Regions from separate parts of the Sus scrofa genome. Here all the other regions are linked to region 4. The links are chromatin contacts, called in public HiChIP or PLAC-seq maps. All regions are on one chromosome and are shown on one strand. The core of a region is the stretch at or near the end of the contact, and the rest is flanking DNA. Distances in the headings are between cores, read along the strand shown. Region 1 overlaps PACRG (parkin coregulated gene protein). Region 2 has its middle 43 kb from the start of QKI. Region 3 overlaps QKI (QKI, KH domain containing RNA binding). Region 4 has its middle 640 kb from the start of QKI.

Region 1 (5,034 bases), core at 875-3,374, 740 kb before region 4:
GGATATAGAAAGAAGAATGACATAAACCGAAATATATTTAATACCAAATATTCCCCGGAGATTAGGAGGGACCCCCTTTCCAAAGTGATTACAGGATCAACTGTCAGAAATTTCTGAGAAAACTGGGTTTGACCATACTGACCCTGAGCTCCCTGAGAGAGGAAGCAAGTTGTGATGGAAATAACTCCGACTTCAGCTTTAGAGAAACCTGTGATTAAACCCCATCTCTGACCATTTACGCATCTGCACAATGCGTAGATTTGGCTTATTGATGCGTATGCTATCTGCTCGAGAGGCGACCCTGGAGGGACGTGAGGGACGCAAACACTTGTCTAGTGCCCAGTACCTGTCAAGCTTTGGGCTAGGTGCTTAATATAGGTTAGTGTATTTAATTCTCACCACTACCCTGTGATGAGGCATTGATACTGATGTTATAATGATGATTATAGTGTTAGAAACACCAATAGCATGCTTACACATATGTGACCAGAATTTTACCTACTTAAGATTTCATCTCTATGCCGTCACTTACCTAAGTACCTGGGAGGAGAAATCATTATGTACCTTTCCATCCCCTTCATCCTCGTCACCAACCTCACGGAACTGCTTGAGGATTAAGGGAAGCAACGTAAGACTCCACTTGATGCTGACACCTGCTCTCCGCAGAGGGTCAGTTCAGTATCCTGAGGCCCCAGACGTGTTTCCAGGACCGGAGAGCACGGACCTTTGCTCAATCAGAAGTTTGCTCAACAAACCGCAGGCAAGATGCCATGGTCCCCTACCTCCTGGGAGCGAGAGACACCTCTGTGGCTCTGCTAGGGTCTGTGTCTGCACAAGGCAGCCCACGCCCTTCTCTGGGTCACCTTCCTTCAAGCCCACGGTCCCCTGCGTCTTTGGTAGACTTTTGAGATCTTGTTTTTGGTAGAATTTCAACTGCATTCGGCAGAAAATAGAGACCCCTGGAGTCTACTCCGCTCCCCAAATTCTGATTTGCCATCTTAAGGTTTTTTAAGGAAAGAGTAGAAAAAATTAAAAGTGAGTCAATTTCGTTCCCTCAAGCAAAATAACAATTTTAACAGGACTTAAAGGAACTTAGAATTTGAGTAGTTTTATTTACCATGTGGCTTTTTAGATCCGTAACATTTGGGGTCCTAGGTGTGTAGTTTCCTAGAGGATTAATCACTGGTTCCCTGACAGACTCATCACTGAAGAAGGACCGTAGCAGTGGGCTAACATGTGCAGCCCTGGATGTGTTTCATGGGTTATATTTTACCTTGGTCTTTGAGAGAGCACTGATTAGACTTGCCGGTAGCTTGTCCATATAAGAAAAACAACTGTAAATGTTCCACACTGATCTCTGTAAACAGCTGGCTTTTTCTTAATTTTTAACATTCCATCTTGTAACAGGCTGTAACTACATAAAAGGAAGTGAAAAATGTACAAGAAATACCCAGATAGTTCAGAACTAAGGGTCATGTGTCCTGAAATAGCTACCCAAATAATGACATTTATCTTGACTAATGGAATGGCACCTCAGTTATCAATCTGACCTTGTCAGAGCTCAGCGCCAACCAGGTTCAAAGTCCTTTCGTCGAGTTTGTTTTCACCTTAAAAATCTCCTCTCGGGAGTTCCCGTCGTGGCGCAGTGGTTAACGAATCCGACTAGGAACCATGAGGTTGCGGGTTCGGTCCCTGCCCTTGCTCAGTGGGTTAACGATCCGGCGTTGCCGTGAGCTGTGGTGTAGGTTGCAGACGCGGCTCGGATCCCGCATTACTGTGGCTCTGGCGTAGGCAGGTGGCTACAGCTCCGATTCCACCCCTAGCCTGGGAACCTCCATATGCCGCGGGAGCGGCCCAAGAAATAGCAACAACAACAACAAAAGACAAAAAAAAAAAAAAAAAAAAATCTCCTCTCGATGTCATATGCAACTTTCTTCCCACTAGAAAGCTTTGTCTTGTTAAAGTTGCAGTAAGAGGTAAAGACATTTTTTCCCGGTGATTCACTAACAAGGGCCCACGGGTTAATCACCTGGCCTCAAAACAAAATGGACCCAACAGTGCTCATCTGTGCCTGAAAGAGCTATCAGTCCACCCACTGAAATGCGTCTCCTGCCGGAGGTCACGGTTAAGGGTACTGGCATGGCTTTACGAGGAGGCTCAGGTTGCAGCTGTCTGCACTATCCCTAGCCTGAAGATAAATAGCAGACTTCAGTTTCCACTGCTACTGGTCTTTTAACATTTAGTGAGAACAAATGCTCCGGCTTAGCTCTGCATCCAGCTTGTACCTCCCGGTGCCACCTTCATCTTTAGGGGCTCCCCATGCAATACAAAAAGGTAGACATGCCAACACAGGTTGTAGTATATCACAGAGTTAACATTTAACAAATGAACACTTCGCACAGATAAACCAAAATAACAGTGATTTTCCATGTGGCCTCATGTGTAAATCATCCAATCTGAAGGTTACCCCCAAAGTCTTGATTTAAGGTACACTGTAAGTGAAGGCTGGACTCGCCCTCTCATGAGGTCCCACCTATGACTAGCCTGGTGGGTCACTGAGCATGGTCCTTCAGAGAATGACCTAGGAAGCAAGAGATGGGTGGGTGGTGGGTGGACAGATGGATGGGTGATGCTAAGGAAAGGTGTAAAGAAGCCTTTTAGAAATCTCCACATTATAAATGTTCCTCCTTCTGGAGGTGATAATCCATTAAGTTACTCAAAGTAATTGAATTTATTATGCTATTGCCTCCACATTTCTGAACACAATCCCTCCGATTCTTTCAGTTCCCAGGGTACCACTGCCCCGGGCCACCTCTAGAAGTTACAGCATTTCTTTTCCACCCTCCACTCTCTGAAACAGTGCTGATTCAGACAAAGGAAGAGAGCGTAGGATATCTAACTGCAGAGAGACCCAATAAATAAACAGACTAAAGATAAGAACAAATCATTCTCATAAGTGGAAAAAAAAAAATCCATGCGGCAAAAAAAAAAAAAAAAAATGCATTGGGAAATGTTAGCACACCTTAGTAATTAGAAAAATATTAACAAAGTAACATTTTATATGTACTGAATTAACAAAATTTACAAAATTTTTTATTACGACATCCAGTGCTGTGATAAACAGGTAAGCTCTTACGTTGCTGGTAACCTAAGTTGGCATCCTTTCTGAAAATCAATATGGATATATATATATACCAATAACCTACTAAGTTTTTGTATTCTCTGAAGCAGTAACCTCACTTCTGAGAATTGTTTCAAGGAAATAGTAGAACTAAAGAAAAAGACTGTATACACAAAGATACAGTCATTATTGCATCGTTATCCAAAACTGTGAAAACCTGGCAGGAGACAGTGTCCCTAACTAGGGAGGGTCGACGTCCGTCATACCCCTTCACCCCAGAGCTGTTAAAGTCATTAAAAACTGCAGTTATATAGAGCAGCGTCAGCAGTGGAAAGAGCAACCGCAAAGCCGGGTGATACCGTGCTCTCTGATGACAACTTGTTCCAACCTCAAGGCCTTTCTTGCAGTGGCTATTCTGTGCGGCACATTCTTCCCAGGCTGCTTGTTACAATGCTGGCTTACTCTCAGCATTCAGCACTCAGCTTGAGTTTAACCTTCTCAGCAAGACCTTCCTGGTCACTGGCCCAAGCTGATCCCTCCCAGCCCCTCTCTGCCACAACCCATATTTTCATTCCTTGCTAGAACTTCTCACTCAAGTACTCTTGTTCTGTCTGGTTTATCAGGGTATTAATATCTGCCTCCTCTTCCAGACTGTGAACTCCTTCTGTACCCCTCTAGTTCTTCACTCTACCCTCAGCTCCTAGAACCCCACACCGTTGATCTTCCTAAAATCACAGAACTTAGACCACCACACTTGGGGTCAGATCAGAACCCAGCTCCTGATTTTCTCCTGGGATTTACATCCCTCTACCTTCTCCATGGGCCTCTCCCTCAGCCCACGCCCACAGACATATCGGGGTAGTTGAGTTCCCCAGTTCCTGACTCCACACCTGGAGCTGTACCATCTGGAAGGAGAGAAAATGACAGATTTGCTGTCATCCCAAAGCCAGGGAATTTGTCCACAAGTGCTGGCAAAGCCAGAGTCCATTGACTCCTAAAATCCCCATCAATAGAGCTGCTCTCATGAACCAAAGATCTCTGTTAAAATATGAGCAGCTGAGGCACAGGGGCTCACATCACGTGGCAGATCTTCACATCTAAGAATGTGTATCTTGTGCATAGAAGCATGTAGAGGGCAGCGTTCCTCAGCAGACAGTATTCCAAAATACTGAAATTAAACGGGATGGTTTATTTAGAGGCCTTGGGGGGTTGAAGGATGATTGATCCCTGGTAGGGAACCCCAGAGTGACGGCCAGAAATCAGCTGAGCCCTTGGTCCAGTTTTCTCCACCAATCTGAAGGTTTTTCCTCATCCAGATTAACAGAAGTCGGCAAGTGTGCTTGCTTGCCAGGATGTTTGCCAAGGTCACTCAGAGCTCTGGGTCTACCATGCAAATGTCAGATTTGAGAGCCTGTCCAGGAGTGGGAGCCAGTGCCCACCATCATCCCAAGGGGCCTAGGGTCATGGTTTGAAAAGTCCAGAAGTGTAGAGAGGGCCTTGGGAGTCTCAGAGGTCAAAGTAGCAACCCATGCAGTGAAGGGGGGAGATGGGGTGATTTGGGCTACAATAGAAAAAGCAGGAAAGCAAGTTTTCTAAACCTCTCCATCTTGGTAAGACATGAGCCAGAACGTTGCTCCAGTTCTCCCTTCTGTTCTACTGTCTCCTCCAACATAGCTGTTACCTTGTGGTCAGCAATAGGCAAGGACACCTCCTCTCCCCCTATCTCTCCACTCAACTCAGCTACTTGCTTGATATACAATCAGAATTATAACACATTGTCATAAGTATGTATTAAGTGCCAATTAGTGCTCCAAAACACAAAATCAGGAAATGTGAATATATGTTATTTTCCAAATATTAGGTCTCATAGGAATGCTATATATATGTGTGTGTGTGTGTGTGTGTGTGTGTGT
Region 2 (4,876 bases), core at 1,355-3,854, 680 kb before region 4:
ATCCTGATGCCTCTGCCTCTAACCCCGCCTTGCCCCTTGGGCATCTGTAACATCCCTCCAACAGGGGAAACCCGGCCCCTGCCATCCACCATCCATTCCTTATTTCACGGACACCAGGGCACATGCAAAGCTGTTCAGAGCAGTGAACCTGTGCCCTTACTGAACATGCCCGCCTAGGCTTTGGAAGCCCACAATTCATATATTAATAAAAACAAGGGTAAAGGCACAAGAAAGAATCAGGATTCGAAAAGACATCCGTCAGCTAGCATAAGCTATCCTGGTGAAATAGGAGTTAAGAGGATGCACCAGATTTGGAAGCAGAGAAGAATCGGGACCAGGCTTACGGCACCTCCGCAGTTGAGAGGGGAAGAGGTGGATGTATTTGGTTGGCCACAGCTCAGGGTGTGATCACGCTGCTAAACAAAACCCATGGCAAGACTCGGCACTGATGAAATAGACTGTTCCAGCCAAGGCAGGAGAACGCCCCTGGTCCCTGTGCAGGTCAAGCACCATCTCCACACACAGGCATTTATATCCACCCTTTAAAAGAGCGCACAGGACAGGGAGCAGAGCCGTGCCGGAGGGGTGGGGTGATGCTCCTGAAATACCAGCAGGGATTAGATGTACCCGATGCTGCTCCAGAGGACAGAGCTAAGACCTGCAAGGCCAAGGCTCATTCCCAAACTGACGGGGCCCAACACTGGTGGGGCGAGCCATCACCCCGGCTACTCCTGACTTGGGGGGGCAGCAAACTCAACACCTTCAAGATCTAGGAGCCGGGGTGGTGGGGCGGTCGATGCCAGAGGAGGTGTCCTAGAGAAAGTGTCAAGAAAAAGCCGGGGGGAAACTCCAGCTGGGTTGTCAATGGCAAAGCTTCGGTGAAAAGTGAAAATAGGACGAGGGGTCAAAATGAGGCAGGTCAGGGGAGGGGACGGCCATGGTCAAGGAGCAGGGCAGGGAAAGACCCAAGTCTGCTTGAAGGTCACGGAGCAACACGGACCCAGGAAGGGCAGTAGGATAAGGCAGAGTTGGCTTGATCAGAGGGGAAACTTTCTAACAACCCGAGCTGTCCAAAAATAAAACGCAGTCCCTATCAAGAAAGAGATGCAGTCAGTCAGGCAACATGAGGGGGCATGGCTGCCAGCGACAACTGTTGCAGACACATGGCCATCACCGGGGGTTAACAGATGCTGGGAAGAGAGGCCCGGGTTCCATCGCACTGGGAGGCCGCCTGGACCAGAGTGAGCTTGCAGGGTCCCCGAGGGGTTAAGCAACACAAGTCAGAGGCCCCAGGAGCCTGGGATGAAAGGCACGTTTGGGGCTCAGGGCACGGGAAACATGTGTGATTGATGTGGCCTTGGGTGTGGTTTTACTCTTTTTTTAACATACCTATCTTTGATTTAAAAAAGTAGAATTCATACTAAGTGGAGTAAGTCAGAAAGAGAAAGACAAATACCCATATGATATCACTTCTATGTGGAATCTAATATATGGCACAGATGAACCTTTCCACAGAACAGAAACAGACTCGCAGACATGGAGAGCAGACTTGTAGTTGCCAAGGCAGGAGCGGAGTGGAATGGACTGGGAATATGGGGCGAGTGGACGCAAGCAATTACATTTAGGATGGATAAGTAGTGTTCTCAACGTGGCTCAGTGGAAATGAACCCAACCAGTATCCATGAGGATGCAGGTTCAATTCCTGGCCTTGCTCAGTGGGTTAGGGATCTGGCATTGCCATGAGCTGTGGTGTACGTTGCGATGTGGCTTGGATCTGGCATTGCTGTGGCTGAGGCATCGTCTGGCAGCTGTGGCTCTGATTTGACCTCTAGCCTGGGAACTCTGGGAAATTTGCAAACTTCCATATGCCTTGGGTGCAGCCCTTAAAAAAAAAAAAAAAAAAAGCAATGAGGTCCTACTGTACAGCACAGGGAACTCCAGCCAATCCCTGTAATAGAACCCGATGAGGATAATGTGAGAAAAATTGTGTATATGTATGTATGACTGGGTCACTTTGCTGTATAGCAGAAATTGACAGAACACTGTACATCAACTATACTTTAATTAAAAAATAAAAGTAAAAATATTTTTTTTTAAAAAAGGTAGACTTGAAAGGGGACCCACAGACCAAACTGAGGCGGGAGGCCCCGAATCTAATCCTGATTCAGCACACCCTCCCCGCAGAAGCTCAGGTTTGGGGGAGCGATTCCTCAGTTCTCATCCAGCTCTAAATTTTTAAAAAAAAGAGACGCGGTTGCTTAAAACGAGACTGTCTAAATTGTTACTTTCCTAGAATGTAATTGAGCCTCTCTTCCAAGCCTGGATATAGTTTCTTTCACATCTTTGTGAGCAGAAGGAAACCGGATTGAAAAACAAGCGTCTGACTTCCCACCAGGGACGCAATTCAGATGGTGGTGAGGAGAAAACATGTGAATGGATTCAAAGCTCGCAAATACAGAAGCCGCAGAAGATCGCCTTAGATCTATCCCAGCCCTCACGACGTGGGTCAGACAGGGACCGAAATGTTTGAGAGGTGAGGCTGGGCGGCGTGTCAGGACGAGATTAGAAAGGAATAGGCCGCACAAAGGCCAGTGCTATTTTGGTTTGCACCCGGAAAGGCATCCTGTCATGGGATATTATGCGCTGTGTGGGCACCTCGGAGCGCAGTCACACCGAGGACGCCGAAGCAATGAAAAGGAAGACGGAGAGCAGCAATCAGCACAGGCGCTCAGAGGGCGGCGGGTGGAGCCCCCAGCCCCGCACCTCGGAGGAGCTCAGCGCCTGTGAGCGGAGCGGACAACTCAGAACTAAGGGAATGAAGGGCCGGGCCCAGGAGGAGACGCTTAGCTTGTAAAACGGGAATAAATAAATACGCGTCCAGGGTGAGCGAACCCGATCTGATACTGACATTGACCGACGTATGTGTTTGCAAGGCATTTGTGCAAAGGCCTAAGGTCGGCATCTGAACCAAGATGCTGAGCCAAAAAAATGTGGATAAAAGTAAATGTCGGCAGAGGCACAAACAGAAAGCAGACGCGGGTTACCAGGGAAGGGGGGCATTTCCCCCACGGGAGAGGGGCAGCCCGGAGCGGGACGGAAAACCCTGCAGGGGGACCCACAGGTCTACATGGCGGGCCTTGGGCCTCGCAGAAGGGTGCCCCGCGTTGGGCAGGGTTACTTCATGGGTCATCTCCGCATCTCATCGTCAACATTTTTTCCAGCATCCATCAGCCCTGCGGCCCACCCGGACCGCAGAGGACTCCCTGACCCTGCAGTTCTGGGGTTTGAGAAGGAAAGCCTGGGTGTGGGACGTTTTGATCATTCTGTTAGTCGGTCAGCAAACTTCTTGACCTTCTAAAACACAGAGCAGATAAGAGCGTTAAAAGAGAGAGAGAGACATCCTTTCAAATCACAATGTCAAGGAAGGTAAACAATACAAACAGAAAATTGATTATAAAAATTGGCAGCTTTAATAAAAGCTAAAAGTAACAAGACAAAACAATAAAATGTTAAAACTGTAAAACAATCCAGGGATACACAAAATGGTTTGTGAATAAGATAAATGGTCATCGGCATTTGGGGATGACCAAGGCGGGTTCAACACGCCTGGAAAGAAGTTTGGAAGCCTGAGGCGGGGGGGGGGGGGGGGGTTGAACAGCTTCCAGAACCCGAGGATGCCCCGTGGGTGCTCCCCTTGAGCCCTGATCACCCTGGAAGATCACCGCCAGTTTGCAGGTGAGGGGACCAAGCCTCACAGAAGGGCGGTCGCTTGTCGGCCTCCCTGAGAGTCGGTCTCCTGGTGGCTTCACGGTGCCTCCCACGCCTCTCCACAGCCACGTGATTGGCAAGACGATGGCGTAGAACAGAAACCAGGTTTGAAATGTGTTGGCTTTTGGGAGTTCCCATTGTGGCGCAGCGGAAACAAGTCTGACTAGTATCCGTGGGGATGTGGCTTCGATCAGTGGGTTGGGGATCAGGCGTTGCTATGAGCTGTGGTGTAGGTCACAGATGCAGCATGGATCCCACGTTGCCGTGGCTGTGGTGTAGGTTGGCAGCTGTAGCTCCGATTCGACCCCTAGCTTGGGAGCTTCCATATACTGCCAGCGCAGCCCTAAAAAAGGGGTGACAACAACCAAGAGTGTGAGAGAGCCAGCCTCCAGCCTTGGAGGGCTTTCCGGAGGAGACGGCAAAGGCGACACTCCAGGAGCCCTGCGATGGGGCCTGGCCCCCTGTCACTACAGGGCTGATTTTAAGAGTTTGCCCTTAAACCCCATTGGGCTGTGACCAGTCCCTGGAGGAGCCCAGGCCTGACACCTGGATTCCACCTGCTCCCCTTCTCAAAGACGTGGCCTGTGAATCAGAGACAGGAGCCCAGGAGCAAAAATGCAAGAAAGGGCTGTTTTTGTAAATTATTTGTAAATCGCTTTTTCTGGGCTAATTTGGAACAAAAAGTTATCGTCAGAGGCCATGGACTGCTTGAGCAGGATTCCCACCCACCAAGAGAGAACCGGGAGGCTGCTGGTGGGAGCCGTTCCCTCTCTCCAGCTCCACTGCCTTCCCCCGTAGGACAGGGATGTGGGATGGTCAGTCCTAAAGGTGGAAAGGTCTTCTCCAGGTGTGAATTTGCTGCAAGGCTCGGGAACTGAGGTCAATTCTGAATGGGGAGTTTATGTTTGACAGCCTTGAAGATTCTGATAATACGATGTCAGATTTCTCTGTTGAAATATCAAGTTCTGGGAGTTCCTGTTGTGGTTCAGTGGGTTAAGAACCCGATGTCTCCATGAGGATGCGGGTTCCATCCCTGGCTTCACTCAGTGGGTTAAGGATCCAGCATTGCTGTGAGCTGCAGCATAGTTTGCATTTGGCTGGCATGGCT
Region 3 (5,198 bases), core at 1,459-3,958, 550 kb before region 4:
CCTGGGAACCTCCATATGCCGCGGGCCCAGAAATGGCAAAAAGACAAAAAGAAAAAGAAAAAAGCAGAATTAAATTTTATTTTGTAACTGTAGCACTATTATGTATTAGCAAGGGGAAAAAAGCAACCAGATAAACTGACAGAAAGCTTGTTCATGTAGGATTTGTTTTATATAGAATTATTTAGTCCTATCTTTTTACTATATTCTGTGATATATGTTAAAAATATTAGTGAAATTAATTCATTTCTAAGACCTTCTCAGAGTTTTGTCTCACCTTTTTGGTCATGCTGTACAGTAGTTCAGTCCAGGAATGTTGGTGATGTAGCATTTTTAAAGGAGTGCTTCATTATTCTTCCCTGTAGTTTTTCCCAAGTCATTGTAAGTTTTAATATACATTCTTGACAAGGAAAGTGAAGGGTCTGAGATTTTTATACTACTTGTAAGCTGACCAGTTAACTTGTCACCATATTTTTGAGTATTCTGGTGAAAGACCCAAGACTCCTGGATCAGAGACCAGACTTGATTATTCACAGCAAAAGTAGTAGCAGAGAGGAGTTCCCTTGTGGCTCTGTGGGTTGAGGATCCAGCATTGTCACTGTTATAGCACAGGCCTAGGAACTTCCCCATGTGCTGTGGAAACACCATCCACCCACTCACCCCCCCCCCCAAACTCCTAAGGCAGTAGCAGGGTATTAGCCTATTTGCACTGACAGTTAAGCCCCAGTTCCCAGCTTGATGTCTGTTCACTCAATGTGCTATGTTGCTAAAGAGGAACTGGGGCCAAAGTCCCAGCACTTGTGACCAAGCAACAGACAATAGTCCCCTGTGCCAAGGTTCTCAAGATGGGCTCTCTTTGTCCTCCTTAGTTTCCTATGTGAGGGACAACAGAAGCTGCTCGGTTTGAGAAGATAGATGAGCTTTGTACCTGGCACACCTCAGGGGAGTATGCTGGGATGCACCAGGCTTGTGACAGACTGCCTCTCCTCAGAATGGTTAGGCAGGAGGAACAGCTGTGTCCTACTGCCAACTAGCTTACAGTACTAGTAAGACACAGCAGGTTTCAAAGATGTTAAAATATTTTTGGAAGAAATTTCTTAGAATGGATGACATACTGTAAATAAATATTAAGAATGGAAACGAGGGCCAAATTAGAAATACTGGAGGTATTTTTTAAACCATGGAAAAGGCAGTGAACAACTTTAGTGTTATAAATTTTAAAACTTACTAACTGAAATTATATGTTTTACAGATGATTTGTTTCTGAATCATTTTTTTTTTTCCTTTTCTTTTTGGCTATACCTACAGCATGTGGAAGTTCCTGGGCCTAGGATCAAATGTGTGCCACAGCAGTGACCTGAGCCACTGCAGTGACAATGCCATATCCTTAGCCCACTGAACCACAAGGGAACTCCTCTGACTCAGTTAATAGTCAATAAAGTCTAATTCTTTTTTTCTTACTGGAAAATAATAAAACTTTTTCTGTGTGTATGGAAAGAGAATATGGAACTCTGCATTCAGAGTTCTTAAGATAGTAAAACTGACCATTGGTAACTGGGACAATTCTAAAAGAAAAGTAAATGCAAATGGAGGAGTGCTCTGAGTGCATTTAATTCCTGTCATTTTATTGTTTGTATTACTGAGGGACAGCAGATAGACCACTAAAATTAGAATAACACCTATTTTAGTATAATAACTATGTGTATGTTGTGAAAAGAAGGGGTAGATGAAGAAGAATGGCAGTTGAGAAGTGGAGAAATGACTCTTCAATAAATGATACTCGGAGAGTTGGGTTTGCATATGCAAAAAGAAGTTCCAGGTGAATTAGACACATAAAAGTTTTTTTTTTTTCTAGGGCTTCACCCACGGCATATTGAGGTCCCAGGCTAGGGGTCAAATCAGAGCCACAGCTGCAGGCCCATACCACAACCATAGCAACACCAGAGCTGAGCCACATTCTGCAACCTACACCACAGCTCACAGCAACACTGGATCCTTAATCCACTGGGTGAGGCCAGGGATCAAACCCTCCATCTCATGGTTCCTAGTCGGATTCATTTCTGCTGCGCCACAGCAGGAGCTCCCAGACTTGTAAAAGTGAAGAGCAAAATATCAAACTAGTGGAAGAAATTGCAGGAAGATGTTTTGTGACTTCTGGATAAGGAAGGATTACTGACAGAAACACTCGTAAAGGAAGACAGATATGACTACATTAGGAAAAAAATCTTTTTATGTGAAATACAAAATGAACCATTATAGGACAAGCCGCAAAAGCATTTGAATTCAGAATATAAAAAGAATTCATTCAAAAATAAAAGTAAGGCCACAAATCCAGTAGAAAACTGGGCCAAGTGTTGTTAAAGGACAACTCACAGAACAGGAAACCAGAACAAACAATGAACACAGGAAAGGGTGCTTTACTTTATTAATGCTCAGGGGACTACACATTACAATGAGAGTGATACACCATTTGATACCCACTGAGTTGCCAAAAATAAACACACTACCGGGGTCTAAAATGTGGAGAAAAGCCAACTCCCATGCAGTGAGGTCGGGGGTACACACTGATACAGCCACCTTGGAGTGCACTTTGGCAGTGTCTGTTAATGTACGTGTTTGTTTTGTTTTGTTGGGTCTTTTTGTCTTTTCTAGGGCCGCAACCTCGGCATGTGGAGGTTCCCAGGCTAGGGGTGTAATTGGAGCTGTAGCTGCTGGCCTGTGCCAGAGACGCAGCAATGCAGGATCTGAGCTGCATCTGCGACCTACACCACAGCTCACGGCAACGCCGGATCCTTAACCCACAGAGCGAGGCCAGGGATCCTTAACCCACTGAGCAAGGCCAGAGATCGAACCTGCAACCTCATGGTTCCTAGTTGGATTCCTTTCCACTGCACCACGACAGGAACTCCCATAGGTGTTTGTTTTTAAGGCCTGTCAATGGAAATTCCACTATTTGTCAATTCCTTAAGAGATTCCTGCACATATATTCTGGAAGATGGACATCAGAATGTTTACTACAGCATCGTTTTTAATAATACAGTAATTGGAAACAGCATAAATGGGCATGAATGAGGGGATGGAAATTCTGGTGTCTTTATGTAATAAAATATGTGGTAATGAAAAGGATCAAACACACTTGATTTGACGTACACTCAGTCTTGAAATTGTGTTTATAAAGGGGCACAGTTTTACATTTTTATCCTAGGTAATTTTTAGTGTATTGATGTGTTCTTCATACATAGAACAATTAGAAAAGGGAATCACATCACATGGTGATAGGATGATGTGTTATTCTATATGTGAGATGGAATTTCAAGAGATATTATGTCTCATTTATTAAACTATTGAGTCACTTTAAATATTGAATATTTAACTTTTGGGGGGAGGGGCATAGATAATTAGCTACTGTTTTTTACTTAAGATACGAAATTAGTCAACTGATGGTTAATAAGTGACCAAAGTTTTTCACTTTCTTTTTCTCAAATCTATCTCCACATGACAACATAATTTGTTCATTTATGTAAGAAATTGTTTTCAAAGACTATCCTCTTATGATTAAACACCAATAAACTAAATGCAATTATATTCTGGGATGTTGAGGTAAAAATGAGATTAATATCTTTCTGTGGGTTATTAATGTCTTAAGAGAGCGGAAACTTAAAAATATGTATGCCTAGACATGAAACACATTCTACTCTGTGTCTGTTGCTGCAACTCAGTAATATGAAGGTCTTTCCCAGTTCAAGTGGAGAATTTCTAAAAATTCATCTTAAATTACTAGTTGTATCTAGTTAAATTGGGGGAGGAGTTTGTGGCCTTTTTAATATGTCCTTAATGCCTAGATGAGTTACTTAAAGAAGTCTTTTAATTTCCCATCATAACTCCTATCCATTGTTTTTATTAACAAGGATTAATTCAACATAGTCAGTAAATGAATTTTTTTTTCACACCAAAATAATTCTTTCCTAGCAGTGTAGGTTTGGTCTGAATTCTGAAATAATCTTTAATTTTTTCAGCTTAAAAAATATTCCTTAAACGTATTACGACTGGGAGTTCCCCATGTGGTATAGCAGAAATGAATCCAACGAGTATCCATGAGAATGCAGGTTCGATCCTGGCCTCGTGGGTCAGGGATCCTTCATTGCCGTGAGCTGCAGTGTAGGTCACAGACATGGCTTGGATCCCACATTGCTGTGGCTATGGCATAGGCCAGCAGCTCTGATTCTGCCCCTAGTGTGGGAACCTCCATGTGCTGTGGGTGCTGCCCTAAAAAGCCGTATATAGATACAGATATATACAGACTACTTCAAAACACATATTGAACAAGGTTAGCCTCCTTGCCTTCATGTGGTAATTATGCTATGGTGGCTTAATGGGATACTTTAAATTTTACTGTATAATTTTTATGAGGGTGAAACCTTAACAGTAAGAGTATGAGTCCGGGTTTAATCAGAAAAGCAGCAGCAGCAGGGGAGACACACACACACACACACGGATTTGTTATGAGGAGTTGGTTTATACACTTGTGCAAGAACCTATTCAGGGGTCCAGAGCAGGCACTCAGGAAGGAAGATCCATGCAGGGAGAGTGCTTGTAGACCCATTTGATGTTTCATGTAGCTTGAGTTTCAGGAAAGGACAAATCCCAAAACATTTCCACCTGAATGACTCAGGCCTACAGAGGATAATCTCCCTTTGGAACAACGTGAACGGTTAGTGACTAATTACATATGCAAAATTCTTTGACAGCCCACCAGATTAGTGTTTGATTGAAATAGCTGGAAGAAAGTGTATAATATATATGCTACAAAATGGCCACTACCTCTCTTTTGTCCTCCAGTCTCTTGGGAAGAAATACACTTTATTTCTCACGCTACCTGGAAACACGCTAGAATGGAATTCTGGCAACTGTAGTCTACACACCCAGATAATTGTTCTTCTTAAATAGTAGCTTTATGTGGTTATTGATAATAAAGGAGAGTTTCATAGACGAGCAAGGGATATAAATTTAGATGTTATTAGAAGATATACAGCTATTTCTAGGTGGCTAAACCAGTCAGAAGTCACCTGGCCTGTTTCTGGCCTGTATTTAGTTTTTCCTTAATAGGTAGGTCTACCTGCTCCTGCTCAACCTGTTTTTTGTTTTTTGTTTTTCATCCTTGGCTTTGATTTTCTATGTTCAGTGTACAAACTAAATAACAT
Region 4 (5,352 bases), core at 503-3,002:
GCAACCAAAACCTACACGTCCCTGAGCTTTTGTTTTGGTGAGTTTATGCTTCAAAGTCAAACTAATTTAACTTTAGAAATACAGAAAAAGACACTGCTCTTTGCTGAGGCCTGACTCACCAAACACCAGTGTGTGGTGTATGTTTACAGCTGATGCAACTGTTGGAAATAAGAGGCTTTGGAGAATCAAATGCCTTCAGAGTAGAGTCATGGGATGTGCTTTATTTGTAGGTGGCTGGTTAAATTCTGACCGGAGTTATCTTGAGATGGCTCTTAAGTGGTCTGTGTGAGATGCGTTTCAGGCTGAAGCCAGTTCCTAGACACCCAGTTCCAACACCCGAGACTGTTGGCACTGGTGTTGGAAACTTTTGTGAGGAGACCAGTCCTCAGATAAATCCAAGGGCCCTAAAGATAAATCCAGGGAAGGGCCACAGGACAGTGGCCTCAGACATAAAATCAGGGAAACCGGCTATGAATTGCTTTTGGAAGCTCGCCCGTCTCCAGCATTTCATAAACATTAACAACATCGGCAAAGGAATCAGTTTTCAATAGAAACTTCGACAATGAATGCAGTGCTGTCTTGACATGACATTGAACCTTCATCCGTCGGAAAGCAGCCTCTTGGGCATCCACGTGGTGGGTTGTGAAGGTTCAGCTCAGGCGCCCGTCGGCTCTCCTGAGTTACCCGACCCAGGGCCAGTGAGGGCTGAGTCTTTTTCCTTCGCTGTCCTGACCTTCTCTTATTTGTCCCCCCCGCTTTATCTCTGAACACCGAGATGACATATTCCATGGCACACATTCACCGACTTGCATTTTTCGGGGGTTGATCGTAAGGAGAAGTCAGACTTGGAGGAAACGGTTATTAAATTTACCTGCGGGAGGGATGCCTCTTGTCTATTTGATATGAGGTGAATGGAGCTGTTCCCTAAGTGGACTCATGCTCGCCCCACCCTTCTTTAAAAGAAAGAAAGTCACGGGGAGGAGTGAGGAAATTTCCAGCAGCTTTTCACTTTTCCCAGCTCCCACCCGGACACTGGCATGAACTCAAGTGTATTTAAAATAAAGCTGGTTTGCGGAGAGGGCTGTTGGCTTCCAGAGTTGGGTGAGCAATCCCCAACAGATGACTGGGTCCTATGACCTAATAAAAGAAGTATCTCAAGGAAGACTTCAAAGTTGACCTCTTTCCCCACAAGAGACGAATCAAGATGAACTTGGCCTTTGTGCCCTCCCCTCTTCCCAGCTCCCGCGTCCTCTTCCATCCTGTCTTCCTGCAGGCTGCATGGGGACACTCTCTCTTCTGTTTCTCCTTTGGGGAAGTAGTGGTCATTGTGGTTGACACCAGACTCATGGATGGCTGGGGGTGGGTGCCCGATAATTGCAGCACTTCTTAGGCACTTTTGTCTCCCAAATATGGCACCGTGGCAGCTGAAATACCTTATGAAAATAGCATTAAAATGTGTAATGTACCATAAATAAACAGAGAGACAGCCAGGAAGCTGTGCTAATCACTGCTTTGATGTAGCATGAATTACTGTATTTTTAAGGGCCTCATGTTTCTGACTGCTTGTTTTGACTCAGCTGCCACTGCTCCAGAGAAGGCTTGGACCCAGTGTTCCACCTCTTCTCCCTCCGTGGTGACAGCTGTTGTCCTTTGACTCACAGGAAAATGATTTCCCCACCCTTCCCCTGCCTCGCGGCCCTTTCCTGGCAGGACTCCCTGTGAAGCTCCAACTCCCCTCCCCTTGTCGAGGCCGGCAGAGGGCGAGGACGGCCTCTGGGCAGGGCTCCAGGCTCTCCCAAGGCCCTGTGTCATCTGCCAGCCTGTCCAGCGCTCCACGGCAACATCCTATTTTTATCTTGGGCACCCTGGCGCTCTCCCAGTTGGTTGGGCACGTCGGGCAATGGAGGTCGGGCCGGACCTGTGTCACCAGCTGCCGTAGGGCGGAATCCCCTTGCTGAGTGGAGCTCCCAGGAGGAAAGCATCCTATGCTGCAATCTTGGGGATCCATCAGGACATTCCTGCTTTGCCTGCGGGGCATCCGCCACTTACTGGAGAGGCTGAATCCTGACTTGCTACCGAGAGTGGGAGTACTTAAGTTTGTAAGCCTTCAGTGCCTTTCCGGGTCTTAGGATTGATCATGTGGATGTCACAGGGCACAGGTAAAGGCCAGAGGCTGTCTCCACGTTGTAACTGCCCAGGTAACCCCTTTCAGACCGGACTTCTGGGCAGCCCTCCCGCTAGTTCCGTTAATGATCCGGGCTCAGTCCCCCCCAGCTCTGCTCCTGGGTCCGGGAGCGCCCTCTTGTGGTTGGAAGAGCTCTAAGCCGACTTTTTTTCTTTTCCTATTTTTTTCCTAACATTGACGTTTTCTCAAATTTTGTGTTTTCGTCTAACCCCTAGAGTGAAAAGTATTAGCCGTTAGTTTGAAGATGAGCATGGGAGAGGGAGAGAAGGTGGAAATGTTTTATCACCATCTTTATCATCCTTGTACCGAAGCCCCTATCAGTCCACGTTCACTCTCTCAAACCAGAACATTTGAAATATCTCTTTAATGGTCTTTTTGCCTTCGGGATTCTATCCTCTCATCCTTATTATTTTTTTCTTTTTATCTGTCTCAAAATTAAACGAAATGTTCTTTAAAGCTTTTTGCTTTGTTTCCTTGTTGCCTTCTGGAGACCGTTCCAAGGCTGACTCTTTTGTGAAGTTCCCATTCCTGCCTCTCTTAGGTGCCTTCTTACTCCGCTTTGCTAAACCCTTTGGTGTAAGGCCCTCCACACCACTCCCGCCAACGACCATGGAGGCCCTGAGTTTTCCCTCCTCTGTGCCTCCTGTTTGGCTTCCGTGGGCGGCATCAGGGTCCCCTCGCAGGTCCAGGTCGTCCTCTCCCCGCCCACCTCTGCCCATCTTCACCAGAAGCTCTTGCTGCCTCTGCCCTGGCAGGTGCTTCCTCTTCTCACATCCACTGCGCTTGCAGTTCATGCTAATCTGCGCCTTGTGTCTTTCTGCAAACAATGATCATCTCCCAAAGGTGATTACGATCTCGTGGGTAGAGACTGACTATGTACCTTCTTCTTTCTTGGTGGATGCATCGGCGACAAGGAGTGTCTCTGAACCAGTGAACCTCACACCAGCATGGCCCCAGTTTACTGAATCCTCATAATCAGCTTCCAAGGTCAGGGTTAGTGCAATTGTTCCTATCATAGCCCAGGAGCCAGGGAGGTGCAGAGAACTCATGACCTTTGACTTCGTCCCAGGTGAGGAGGGGGTGGGGCTGGGCTGTGATCCCAGACACAAGAGTTCATTGTCTAAGCACAACCAGTCAGTCCTGGCTTCTTGACAGAGACCCTCTGATGTAAGATCCGTCTTGATGGTCATTATGTGCAGACGTACAATAAAAGGCTAAAGTCTCTGTTTTCAAACATGAATATAGTGAAATTTTTGGAAAAGTAAATTTCATTACTGAATACTTTTTTTTGGCCACACCCATGGCATATGGAAGTTCCCAGGTGAGGGGTAGGATAGGAGCTGTAGCTGCTGGCCTATACCACAGCCACAGCAACACCAGATCCAAGCTGCGTCTGTAAGCTACTCCACAGCACACCACAATGCCGGGTCCTTAACCCACTGAGTGAGGCCAGAGATGGAACCTGCATCCTCATGGATACTCGTCGGGCATGTACCGCTGAACCACAGCGGGAACTCCAAATACTGCATATTCTTGAACATAGGAGAGGGTATATGGCAAATGCAAATGAAGACCTATTTCACTGATGTTCTCTTTCTGTAGAAAAGCGATAATTACAAAGCAGTTCAGACGCTGCAGCCTCCAAATAACAGAGAACTGGAACAAACCAGCTTAAGCGGGAAACTAGTCCTCTGCACTTGGCAGGTTTCAAGTTTGCTCAGTGTCTCCAACAGCAGGCAGCTCCTGGCCCTGCCTTTCCTCCACTGGCCTCTCTTCCACTGATGCTTTTACCCCTGGGCTGGTGGGGAGCTAGGATTTAATGGTTCTGAGGCCCGTTTTAGGGCAGACAGTGTGCAGAGGCGGAGAGTACCTTGCAGGAGCCCTTCTGAACATCTAGGAGGGACGTTCTCAGGAGGCCCGGTAGAACTTCCCTTTGTCCCAACATTCCACCTAGGAAGGCTGCCGCGGCCAGGCCAGCCTGGTCCAGGGCTGGAGCAGGGCTGAGGTCACTTCCTGGAGGCCCACAAAGGCAGGAGGAAGGACCCCTCTGGACACCACTGGGATTCCACGACGCCGGGAGCGGGGGTGGCTGGAAGCAGTGCTTGGATGAGACCCCTGGTGGGGCAGGCTAGCCCTCGGTGTTTACGTCTTATTCTGGATCTTCACCTGTGGTGAGGGGTTGACTCTCAGGGGTCATGCGCACAAGTCATTAGTCAGGATCGCACATCAGTGGGGAAATGAGTCTGAAGCCGTGGCACAAAGCCCAGCTAGCATTGACTTCTTTCCATGTTTTTCGGACTCCCGGCTGTATTTTTAGTGCTCTGCCTGAGTCATTAATTCACTCTGTGCTTACTGAGACTCAACCTCTGTCTGGCCCTGTGCCAGGGGCTGGAGGCACGGGACTGAGCCAGGCTGGCAAAGTTACTGCTCTGCTGGAGCTCACGTCTTGGAGAAGGGAAAGGTCAGTAAACAGATTAACAAAGGGATCACTTTGAATAATGGAAGTGCCAACAGAGAAAACTGAATGGGATGATGCAACCTGGAGCACAGGAGGAACTGGCAACAGAGTTTTCAGGACCTGCTGTCAAAAAAGAACAATGTAGGCCCTTGTTCAAAAGCTCTCATGGATTTCAAGACGGCCGCATCGAACCCTAAGCTGAGCACAGGCCCCTTCCGAGCCTGGGGCTCCCGTACCCGCGCTGGTCCCACACACAGGACGCTGGCCCTGGGCAGGGAACTGCTTTGGGTGGCGTAATCAGGGAAGGCTTCACTGAGGAGGTGACGTTTGGATTGGATTATGGTGAAAGCTGAGATAGAACATTCTGGCAATGGTCCTGATGGCATCAGCAGACTGGCATTTCAAAGAAGAAGAGGCAGGCAGGGGAAAGTTGTACAAAGTGAGGCCAAAGGGCAGGAGGAAGATGTAGGTCTAAAACCTACATTTATGTGACCCTGAATCTTGGAAGGTCATTAGTGGAGAGGTGGCCCCAACAGCTGGCTGTTGAATATTCTAAGATTCAAGGTCACATATGTGTGGATTTTAGTCTCTGTCCCAGGACTTCCAGAAAAGACATGTCCTGATCGCTTACTGGCTGTTTGACCATAATTTGCTCCAAAACGTTCCCTCTGTTTTTCGGGTCGGAAGAAAGACCAGTTAAGAAGTTATT

Evidence for each region. HiChIP or PLAC-seq counts read pairs in DNA pulled down with a chosen protein or histone mark.
Region 1: an H3K27ac HiChIP or PLAC-seq map of skeletal muscle shows a contact between it and region 4, with 9 times the contacts expected there. The contact joins two enhancer-like sites. A contact is called at or near these places in 1 of 47 Hi-C or Micro-C datasets (liver) and 1 of 2 datasets of contacts at active chromatin or transcription factors (skeletal muscle).
Region 2: a contact with region 4 is called in an H3K27ac HiChIP or PLAC-seq map of skeletal muscle. The contact joins two enhancer-like sites. A contact is called at or near these places in 1 of 47 Hi-C or Micro-C datasets (liver) and 1 of 2 datasets of contacts at active chromatin or transcription factors (skeletal muscle).
Region 3: an H3K27ac HiChIP or PLAC-seq map of skeletal muscle shows a contact between it and region 4. The contact joins two enhancer-like sites. A contact is called at or near these places in 2 of 2 datasets of contacts at active chromatin or transcription factors (alveolar macrophages and skeletal muscle).

What each region holds. Positions count from the first base shown.
Region 1 is chr1:4,981,216-4,986,249 of Sscrofa11.1, reverse strand. All of the region lies in intron 4 of PACRG (parkin coregulated gene protein), which reads left to right. Among named protein-coding and RNA genes, the nearest start is that of QKI, 100 kb to the right of the region's middle. Within about 2 kb of position 2,124, at least 4 of the 83 cell types and tissues checked have an H3K27ac peak or open chromatin away from gene starts, as enhancers often do. A contact at or near this core is called in skeletal muscle, where this site is marked.
Region 2 is chr1:4,923,834-4,928,709 of Sscrofa11.1, reverse strand. No RefSeq gene overlaps it. Among named protein-coding and RNA genes, the nearest start is that of QKI, 43 kb to the right of the region's middle. Within about 2 kb of position 2,604, at least 7 of the 83 cell types and tissues checked have an H3K27ac peak or open chromatin away from gene starts, as enhancers often do. A contact at or near this core is called in liver and skeletal muscle, where this site is marked.
Region 3 is chr1:4,793,436-4,798,633 of Sscrofa11.1, reverse strand. The region is part of intron 3 of QKI (QKI, KH domain containing RNA binding); the gene reads left to right. Among named protein-coding and RNA genes, the nearest start is that of QKI, 87 kb to the left of the region's middle. Within about 2 kb of position 2,708, at least 4 of the 83 cell types and tissues checked have an H3K27ac peak or open chromatin away from gene starts, as enhancers often do. A contact at or near this core is called in skeletal muscle, where this site is marked.
Region 4 is chr1:4,243,886-4,249,237 of Sscrofa11.1, reverse strand. No RefSeq gene overlaps it. Among named protein-coding and RNA genes, the nearest start is that of QKI, 640 kb to the left of the region's middle. Within about 2 kb of position 1,752, at least 38 of the 83 cell types and tissues checked have an H3K27ac peak or open chromatin away from gene starts, as enhancers often do. A contact at or near this core is called in liver and skeletal muscle, where this site is marked.